Linked DNA regions of Rattus norvegicus: region 2 is linked to region 1. The links are chromatin contacts, called in public Hi-C maps. All regions are on one chromosome and are shown on one strand. The core of a region is the stretch at or near the end of the contact, and the rest is flanking DNA. Distances in the headings are between cores, read along the strand shown. Region 1 holds the start of Hist1h2ah (histone cluster 1 H2A family member H). Region 2 holds the start of H2bc12l1 (H2B clustered histone 12 like 1).

Region 1 (5,037 bases), core at 798-3,297:
CTACAGTCTTACCATGAGTATTAGACAGCAGTTAGGAACATTAGAAAGTGAGACTAAAGAAATCTCTATATTGCTGTTAATCATGGAGACCTATATTTAAGGAATGTTAAAAGTATAAGCTTTTGTTGCAAAATTTAACTCATGAAAACTATGTACTATACATATGTATACACACATACACACATAGTAGCTTAGATATGTAACTGGTCTACTATAGAAATACATGTGTACACTATGGCAGAGCAAACAGCAACTTTACATGAAATTTTAGGTGGCTCTTAAAAGAGCCTTTTGAAAATGAAGGAATAGAATCATTTAAGCCCTCTCGCCACGAATGCGGCGGGCCAGCTGGATGTCCTTGGGCATGATGGTCACACGCTTGGCGTGGATGGCGCACAGATTGGTGTCCTCAAACAGACCCACAAGGTAGGCCTCGCTGGCCTCCTGAAGGGCCATGACCGCCGAGCTCTGGAAGCGAAGGTCGGTCTTGAAGTCCTGCGCGATTTCGCGCACCAGGCGCTGGAACGGCAGCTTGCGGATCAGCAGCTCGGTGGACTTCTGGTAGCGCCGGATCTCGCGCAGAGCAACGGTGCCGGGACGGTAGCGGTGGGGCTTCTTCACGCCGCCGGTGGCCGGGGCGCTCTTGCGGGCAGCCTTGGTGGCGAGCTGCTTGCGCGGGGCTTTGCCGCCGGTGGACTTGCGAGCGGTCTGCTTAGTACGAGCCATTTCTTTAGCAATAGGAAGAGAGTTGACACTACAAGGTTTTGTGAGGAGCTGTCCATCTTTTATACAATCAGACTGTTCGCTATTGGACCGGAGAACATTCAAAGGAGCCCGCGCTTTGTTGGGATTGGTCCGCCTTTGCTTCCAAGTCCTGATTAACCTATGCTTTCAGAACAGGCAAGAGCTCTCCACCTCGCCGCTCCTCCATCTTTGTTTCCACTTACACACTGTAGTCTGCAAAACTGCGGACAAATGAGCATCTGTACATCAAATTGGCTGAAGCCTAAAAAAAAAAAAAAAAAAAAAAAAAAAAATTACAAAAAAAAAAAAACCCAAACAAAACCAAAAAAAAAAAAAAAAGAACAAACAAAAAAAACCTCAATTCAGATAAATTTTATCTAAACAGCTTTCGTGGGCTTGGCCAGAGCTAGTTTAAATGAGAACACAGGTCAACACTTCCAAAACCAAATCTTTAGAGCCTGAAATCGCTTCTCACAAAAAGGCAAGTCATGATAGTGAAAACCAAGACGGGATCATTGAAATGGAGTGTGCCTTGACGTTAGGTAATTAGTATCATTGTGCTTTAGACAATTGAGATAAGACGTGTACAATAAACCTGGATTGTGACACTAAGAGGTAATCATGTATAACTGTCATGGTTTCTGAAAATCCCTTACACATGTAACGGCTAAAACTACTAAAAAGTCGCAAATTCTTATTACAGGGAGCAATATACATCTTAAAAGTCACATTAAGTTGAAAAGTAGTGGTCCCTAACTTCATACATTTCGCAATGCAGTGGCAGCCCATTTTATGGAAAAATGTGGGTGGCTCTGAAAAGAGCCTTTGTTTTGGAGAACCTTCCTGTGGGCTGTGACAATTAACAGCTTATTTGCCCTTGGCCTTGTGGTGGCTCTCAGTCTTCTTGGGCAGCAGCACCGCTTGGATGTTGGGCAGAACGCCGCCCTGGGCGATGGTCACACGGCCCAGCAGCTTGTTGAGTTCCTCATCGTTCCGAATGGCCAGCTGTAGGTGGCGCGGGATGATGCGTGTCTTCTTGTTGTCCCTCGCCGCGTTGCCCGCCAGCTCCAGGATCTCGGCCGTCAGGTACTCCAGCACAGCCGCCAGGTACACCGGGGCGCCGGCGCCCACCCTCTCCGCGTAGTTGCCTTTGCGAAGCAAACGGTGCACACGGCCCACGGGGAACTGCAGGCCGGCCCGGGAGGAGCGGGTCTTGGCCTTGGCGCGAGCCTTACCGCCTTGTTTGCCGCGTCCAGACATAATTGGGAGTTAGCTAAGTAAGTGAAGGAAGAAAAAAGACAGTGAAGCTGTAGGCGAACGACGAATATTTATACTAACGGAAGGTATTCTGTCTGTGCTTCTCTCATTGGTTAATAGTAGCACCCAATAGAAAATAGTACTTGAAATCCCTCATTTGCATAAGGCGTACTCTTTTTTTTTTTTTCCCCCCTTCCCTTATCGAGTCGTTTTTTATTTTAAATTTTACTTTAAAAAATAAAAGTTCGGGTTCTGTGATTTAAACTCTGGTTCCCATGATTAATAGTTGAGATCTTTTTTGACTCTTTTCCTGCTTTTACTTAAATACACATAAGTAAATGAATTTTTTTTTCCATCAAGTTCTTGGTATTAAAATCTCGTTTCTGAGTTCTGACTTGTTGAGGCACTGGCCTTTTTTCCGGGTTTATAATCGTGGTTTTGTGACAAGCAAAGACCGTGCGGAGCTTCCTCCACCTTGTCGTCCTGCTAAGGTTTAATTAGAATTTGATCTTGATGTAGTATCTCATAGGATATTGCCAAATTTCTATTTTATGAGCCAGAGGTCAGGATTGCCCAGCTAACTAAGCTTCTGTTGAACTACTCTCACAAACAACAAATGCTCCCTCTAGCGGCAGAGCGATGCCAGGATGTGGTTCTCAACACCAGGAAGAAATCATTTAAATTGGCTATACACTGTCTTTGGTGGGCTCCTCATAACGGGTTTAGTACATATTTTGAGGTTCTACGCCAGGCTTCCTTATAGCTCTACAAATCTCAAATCTCAAAGTAAAAGCATGCAAATACTTCTTTATTATGGCTGAATTATCCTTAAACTGCCTGGAAAATAGAGCCTGAGGAGAAGGAGAGCATGTCCCATGACTGACCCAGGAAAGCCTGCAATGTATGAGGCCGGAGAGATCCTGAAGTCTGTGCACTGAAAAGCACTGATGTCATGGTGACTGGAGAAAACAGATGAAACATGTATATTCAAGGAGAAAACCAAGGCCTGCGTCGTAGGGTTTCTATTCCTGCACAAAGCATCATGACCTAAAATCAAGTTGGAAAGGAAAGGGTTTTTTCCGCTTACACATTCACATTGCTGTTCATCACCAAAAAAGTCAGGACTGGAACTCACACAGGGCAGGAAGCAAGAGCTGATGCAGAGGCCATGAGGCTTGCTTCCCTTACTTTGCTCAGCTTGCTCTCCTATAGAACCGAGGACTACCAACCCAGGGACACCACCCCCTTTGCTCACTAATTGAGAACATACCTTACAGCTGGGTCTTATGGAGGCATTTCCTCAACTGAGGGTGCTTTCTCTGTGATAACTTCAGCTTGTGTCAAGTTGACACACAAAACCAGCCAGTACAGCTTTCCTTAGAGAATGAGACTAAGGACTCACCTCCTACTGGAAACTTAGCCCATCTGTCTAGCTATTCTTATCATATTCTTGTCTTTTTTTTTTTTTTTCACTTGACATAACAAAGTATCTTAACCGTTTCCTAAATTCCCTGTTACCTTCCCTTCTACTCCTTGTTCTTAGCCAGATGCTGAGTGGAAGGGAAGGAATAAGTCTCATGACTCAACGTCAGATAACTTGTTCTATGGCATAAGGGTATGAAAGAATGAGGAGAGAACAACATAGATACATGAGCAGTGCAGAAGCATCACAAGAAAGATCTTGTAAACCACTGAATTCTGATTCTATGCCCAAATCCAGGGTCACTGAGGTGAGGTGGCTCTGTGGTGTTTTCATCTAGACTTAGCAATGTACGTCAGTCAAAGAAAAGATTATTACATAGGTGCTCCAGTGTATTAAACAAATAAAAGATAACAATGTCTAGTGGTAACAGTTCTTTCTCTCATAAACAGTCCTTGCTTCGGTTTATAGGACAGATTTATCAAAATTGAGCTCTTTTTGGAGGTTGTATCTTCCAGTGACTAAGAGGGATCTTATTAAAAAAAAAATCCCTTGAAGCATTGCTATGAATTATTTTTAAGGCCTGGATTATTTCAATCAATGGAGAAGAAAAATAGGAGATATGAATCATGAAATCATGACAGATGAAATAATAGTAATGTCTTGTTTTTGAATTCCAGTGGTGAGACTATGTTGCCATTTACAGTTTCCCAGTGGAAAAAAATTAGAAGATTAACAGTACACACCTTCTGGGAAAAAAAAAAGATGATAATTTTGGTGAATGAAAATAGTCATTCTGGAAGGTGGCTAGGGAATCGAAGGGAGACAAACTATCATATGCTTATCACTGAGTCTACAAATCCCACCTCTTAATATTCCCAATAAGGTGTTCTCAGAAGTACATAGAGAAGTACTTTCATGAATTAAAACACTGTCAGGATTTCAAATTACTGGTAGTCTCAAATACTTTAACTAATGGGCAGGTAACATATTTTAAGGACATTACAGTGAAAAACCTGTCACCTGCATTCACTAACATAAAATTTGTCGTAGAACAAAACAAAGCAAAAAAACCAAAACCAAGATAAAAACATAAAACAAGCAAGCAAAAAGACCAAAAACAGGAATAAAAATAAAGACAAAGGAACCAGCACTGTTGGGGATGAGGTGAGTGGGAACGAAGGCTTGCAGAGCATGCTTTAAGTCCTGTGTTCCACACAAAGGCAAGCTCCGGGAAGACTGGGAGACTCCCATAAACCCCAGCACTTGAAAGGTAAAAGCAAAAAGATCCAAAGTTTCATGTTATTCTCAGCCACGTGGAGATTTCAACTTCTTCATTTAATTAAAAATGTGTTGAAAGACTGCAAGGGCAGAATTGAGAAGCCTGTGTCTTCCTGCCTTCGAATAAGCCAGAATAGGGCATTCTCCCCTCCTGTGTATGCTTTTTGCCTTATCAAATAAGGAACAGTCTAGACTGTCTGTCACCTATTTCTTTGAAGACCTCTGTTATTTTTCTAGTATTTGACATTGTTTCTTCCACTATTGCATGATCTCATGTAAAACAACATTCATGTCTCTTTGTGTGAAAAAAAAAAAAAAGAAAAAGAAAAAGAGAA
Region 2 (5,534 bases), core at 1,788-4,287, 180 kb before region 1:
AGGGCAAAACCTTTTTTGTCCTTAGGTGTACATTTGAAACTTTTAGGCTCAGGGTTCTGGTAGTTGGATGAGGGGAGTCCCAAGACCAGGGAAGTGGGGAAGGAACCCACCCTCAGAAATAGGCAAAAGGTGGGGGATCTTAAACTGTTGACTGATGGGGTACTTATCTGGAGTCCATTTGACTCATGAAAGGTGGATTCAAGTTGATTCCCTAGATCTTAAAGGGTTTACAAAGAGATAAATCTTAGACATGCTAGCATTATCATTGTTTGTAATCTGTGCTGAAACCCACATTGTAGAAAAGGAAGTAAACTCACCTCTTTGCATCACAGTGGGAGATTTAAGGAGAGCTCAGGGAGAGACCCTTTATTTGAGCAGAGGGAAGAAAAGCTCACTTGCTCTTTATTTCAGGATGAATACAGACTGTGAAAGTGCAACTTCTTCCCTCTCTCCAGAAGAGTATACAAATCAGAGACATTTTTAGCGCAAGTACCTTTAAGTCTATACTTAAAAGACAACCAAGGGAAATTTAAACTTTGAGCTTGTGACTAGTGCTTTGCCATAGCTAGACTAGAATAGTTTATCAGAATTCCACGGACTAATGTTAAAACTGAATTTTTGAAGTCTTTTAGTAGCCTAGTGAGGCAAAGAAATCTAAAGCATTTTTCAGTATATTTATATACCTTAAATCACTTTCTTTATCACCATTTAAGTTTCAACCTTTATAACTTGCATTTACTAACAAGTTATAGCTTGAATGTACATACCTTAAAACACCTCCTTAGACCCTAAAACAATTTCTTAGACTCTTCCAAAGTAAGCTTTCATATCCTCAGACCTTACATAAACTTTACACATTTTTCCTATGCAATTATTTACCACAAGCCACAGGTTTACTGGAAGTAGCCCCTGAGAAGTGGGTTCCTTTAAATGAAATCTGTTTTGTAAGTTTATCTCTTTTCTCAGTCTGGTAACAGGGTAAACTGTATCTAGACCGAGATAGTAGCAGCTATAGGGGAGTGAGGCCCGAGGCCTGATTGTTACACATGGAGAGAATGGAGAAGGCAGCTGAATCATTGGTTGCTGACAAAGTTTTCACTAGTATAGCTAGTGTCAGCCCCATCAGAGACCCCAGAAGGGTGAACTAGAAGTACAGATCAAACAGCTTCCGAGTCTATTAAAAATAACAGAGACCTATCTGATACCTGGAACCCTAGGTTCCTTTGTGGTAGGTGAAGAGCAGCAAGAGTTTTGACCCAGAAGATCCAACGGAGTTTTCCTGTTGCCTAGCAGATTGAAGCAATCAATTCCCCAGTGCCCTGTTAGTCCACAGTTTGGACAGTGTACTGTCAGCAGTTGATGTACAGGTTAGGTTTTGCTCATTGGTCAGCTTTGCCACATTTAAAACAAGCTACAGATAGAAATTCTTCTGTATCCATTATCTTTGGAGTTGATTAGGGGTACTGCCAGGAACTGATGTGTCTATCATGAAAGGCATTTTTTATTAAAAACCCTTAAATGCTATATTCTAGACATCTTTGAAGTTTTTGAAGAGTACCTATATAAAGTGTATCTAAATAGTCAAACTTTGCTTGCTTTTAGTTACTTGTTTTAGGCTTAACTTTGAAAACAAATACAGGAGGCTAAATAAAGCTATTCCTGTAATTAATTGCATTAGTACTTAGCAAGTATAGTTCTGAACACATTAAAGGCTTTGATCAATTCTAAGTTACGTCGTACCATCTTATCCTTAAGAGTTTACAATGATGTAGCAGATTTCATAAAACCAAGACTTTAGGTTTATTCCAAAAATAAATAAATAAATAAAAATCACAATTTAGTATTGACACTCTTCCAGTATCAAAATAAAACCTTTAATCATACATACAGTCCACAGAGGGAATTACAATTTTACTAATTCTTTTATAGTGTGCCACTGTAGGCCATTGTAGTCTTTTTGTATTTCTTAGTTCATTATATAAATGGCTAAAACTTAAAAGGCAAACAAGCTAGACAAATTAGTGAAAATGAGTGGACCTTAGGAATTTATAAATCTTGATTATCATATACATCTTATGAAACATGTTGTCTGGTCATCCCAAAATGAAGCCACATGGCATGTACACTTAAACCTCAGTAAAGATATTTATATAAACAAAAATAAGTGCAAGTTGCATGCACTTACACAGCTTTTAAAAGTGGCCCTAAAATCTGGTTCATGATTCTCCTGTTCTAAGTTGTACTCACTTAATCCCTAAACAAAAACACCATACCCAGGCTATTTGGAGTTTCAGTTAGACACTTCACTAAAGGCTATTTGGCAAATCATAGACTTCCTTTGTACTGGGTAACTGAACCACTGGATGTTTGGTCTTGAGACTCAAATCCCGGACCCAGGTATGACAGGGTTCTTAGGATCCTTGTGCTTAGTTCAAAACATATTTAAGTAGACCACACAGAATACACCGGTGACGGGAAATGTCTCTTCTGTGATTAACTTAACCTTTTAAGAATTGTACACATAATCACGCAGATAAAGTCAGCTATACCCCTTTGAATAATAAATCAGTATTAAAGCTTCAATTTTGAAATCTTAGTGGCTCTGAAAAGAGCCTTTGGATCTGTTGTGAGCTCACTTGGAGCTGGTGTACTTGGTGACCGCCTTGGTGCCCTCGGACACCGCGTGCTTGGCCAGCTCCCCGGGCAGCAGCAGGCGCACGGCCGTCTGGATCTCCCGGGACGTGATGGTCGAGCGCTTGTTGTAATGCGCCAGGCGCGACGCCTCTCCCGCGATGCGCTCGAAGATGTCGTTCACGAACGAGTTCATGATGCCCATGGCCTTGGAAGAGATTCCGGTATCCGGGTGCACTTGCTTCAGCACCTTGTACACGTACACCGAGTAGCTCTCCTTGCGGCTGCGCTTGCGCTTCTTGCCGTCCTTCTTCTGGGCCTTGGTAACGGCCTTCTTGGAGCCCTTCTTCGGGGCGGGGGCGGACTTGGCAGGCTCAGGCATCGTCAACAGAGTGTGAACACCAAGAAGGAACAGAAAGAGTTGTTGGGAGTTCTCGGGTTCTTCCTGTTATTTAAACAAAGCTGTGACTGTTCTTGTCAGAGAGTCTGCAGACGTCATGCACTAACTGTCCAATGAAAGGAAGCACATTCGCTCACCGGTTAATTGGATGTATATCCTGAAGGAGAGGCGGACCGAAGTTACAGAGGATCTATTCAAATGAAGTCTCATCTTTCTTTCTTTTGATTGGCTAAGTTTAGGTAAGGGCGTCATATTCTGAAAACAACGAAATAAAATTTTTTAGGAAAAAGTTGACATGTGGATACTGTGCTAAAGGAAAAGTTTTTACTTTTAAAAGTTATTTTGTCAGTAGTATCAATAAATTCTGTCCCCCTAAACATAAAATTGATATGTAAATTCTAGATTCATGTAAGGGTGATTTCCTGTAGTCTATGAAGGACTCATATGGAAGACATCACATACAATAGTGCGAACTTCTGGAATTATTGTACAGTCCGGATTAAAGTGGACATGCTTTTCATTTGGCCCAAGAATCCTCACAGCTACTGACGCGCTGCGACAATAGTGCAATTTAAATGAACCTTGTATAAATTTACTAGAAATCATGCTAATGTTTTTCTGAAGATAACTAGGTTTACTCATGCTAAGACATTTGTAAAACTCATGAACTCATTAAAAGTTATACAAAGTTGTGCGTGCTTGTTCGATTTCATTTTGATCCGGACAGTAAACTGCTCCCTTTCATCTCAAATATAATTTAAGGAAAAAGAAAAAAACTCAGTTCGGGTAACCAAATTCAAAAAGTAACACTTGGAACCACTCTGGAATCGCCGAAATCTACATAGTATCTCTTATTAGGTTTTCTAAAGCAAAATGTAACAATTAAAGTACTTAAGGGCAACAATGTCTGGAGAAAGCTATATTCAACAAAAAAGAGTGAGCGAGATAATAAAGTAGATTTCTATTGGTCACAAATTTAAAGTTGAGAGCTGTTATCCAATTACAGAGTACTTCCGTATAGGAGCATTTGAAGATTTCAACCAATCAGGAATGTCTAGCCTCTATAAATACAATCCCACAACCCTTCTTTCATGTTGCTTATCTCTTGGCTGCTATGGCTCGTACTAAGCAGACCGCTCGCAAGTCTACCGGCGGCAAGGCCCCGCGAAAGCAGCTGGCTACTAAGGCCGCTCGTAAAAGCGCCCCGGCTACCGGCGGCGTGAAGAAGCCCCATCGCTACCGTCCCGGCACCGTGGCTCTGCGCGAGATCCGGCGCTACCAGAAGTCCACCGAGCTGCTGATCCGCAAGCTGCCGTTCCAGCGCCTGGTGCGCGAGATCGCTCAGGACTTCAAGACCGACCTGCGCTTCCAGAGTTCGGCCGTCATGGCCCTACAGGAAGCGAGCGAGGCCTACCTTGTGGGTCTGTTTGAGGACACCAACCTGTGCGCCATCCACGCCAAGCGTGTGACCATCATGCCCAAGGACATCCAGCTGGCTCGCCGTATTCGTGGCGAGAGAGCTTAATTTTGTACGAAAAGCCACAAACCCAAAGGCTCTTTTCAGAGCCACCCACACATTTCTATGAAAAGTGCTGTTCCATAACTGACACCATGAGTAAAGGTGTTTAATAACCCCTGCCATCCCCGTTTACTAGTCTCTTTTCCGTACACAACTTGTATCTGTCCTCGTGGTAAAAGTGTAATGTTCCTTATTAAAACTGCTTTTCCCCGTCCCTGCCTTGTCTTGCTCTGCTCTACTTGGTCGTCTGTTTTATAGATTGAGGCTTAACAAGCTTGTACCAAGTCTCCAAGCGCTAAGCAACTCTTGTTTTACGAAGCTGAGTCAGCTGTTTCTTTCCACTGTTACAAATTAATCTGCCTACATCTGTCTTTAAGTAAGGCTAAGTACGGCAAGTAATCAGAGTAGCTGCATTTAAAGATTCGTTAAACAGGCCTATAATCCAAGGGTTTTTTCACATGATGTGCCTAAATAAACTTAGTTACTTTCATCCGTGGACAAGAGGGAGAGAGTGCTTTTCCTCATTTTATTGCCTGTTTTGAATAAGGTCCACAAAGTTATCCGAGGGGTTAGTCCTAAGTAACAGCATAGTGAGTTTTCCTTTTGTACTACAGGTCTGGTCTGGGCTAGGGCGGGAAAGGCCTGGGCAAGGGAGATGAGACAACATCCAGTGTATCACTAAGCTCATAACTAAGGTCCTTCGTACTAGGAGATGAACAGGGTGAGTTTCTGGATAGCATACAGAGTACCAGATTGTCAAAGTCATGGAAGTGGTCCAAGCTCTGGAGATGAGCTGTAGGTTTTGAGGCCAGTATCTGCAAAAAGAGTCTTTTCAGGGCTGCGCACTTTTAAGAATTTACACCTCACTTCTAGTGTGACCTAAGGGTGACTTGTTAAAGAAATGAGGGTTTTGTTAGTGTTTCTGCTTACATCTACTTTATCAACAATTAGAGGTAGTTAATCATTTAACCCTTTTTTAAATTT

The links. A called contact is a pair of places that touch in the nucleus more often than the background predicts.
Region 2: a Hi-C map of kidney shows a contact between it and region 1, with 4 times the contacts expected there. The contact joins the promoter of H2bc12l1 here to the promoter of Hist1h2ah in region 1. A contact is called at or near these places in 5 of 12 Hi-C or Micro-C datasets (frontal cortex, kidney, liver and 1 more).

What each region holds. Positions count from the first base shown.
Region 1 is chr17:41,809,388-41,814,424 of GRCr8, reverse strand. Hist1h2ah (histone cluster 1 H2A family member H) reads right to left here and starts at 2,047. Exons shown (of 1, transcript NM_001315492.1): 1 at 1,550-2,047. The coding sequence starts at 2,004. The coding sequence ends at 1,612. It overlaps H4cl1 (histone H4C like 1), which reads right to left. Exons shown (of 5, transcript XM_017600719.3): 4 at 393-728.
Region 2 is chr17:41,988,078-41,993,611 of GRCr8, reverse strand. It overlaps H2bc12l1 (H2B clustered histone 12 like 1), which reads right to left and starts at 3,037. Exons shown (of 1, transcript NM_001409090.1): 1 at 2,592-3,037. The coding sequence starts at 3,013. The coding sequence ends at 2,633.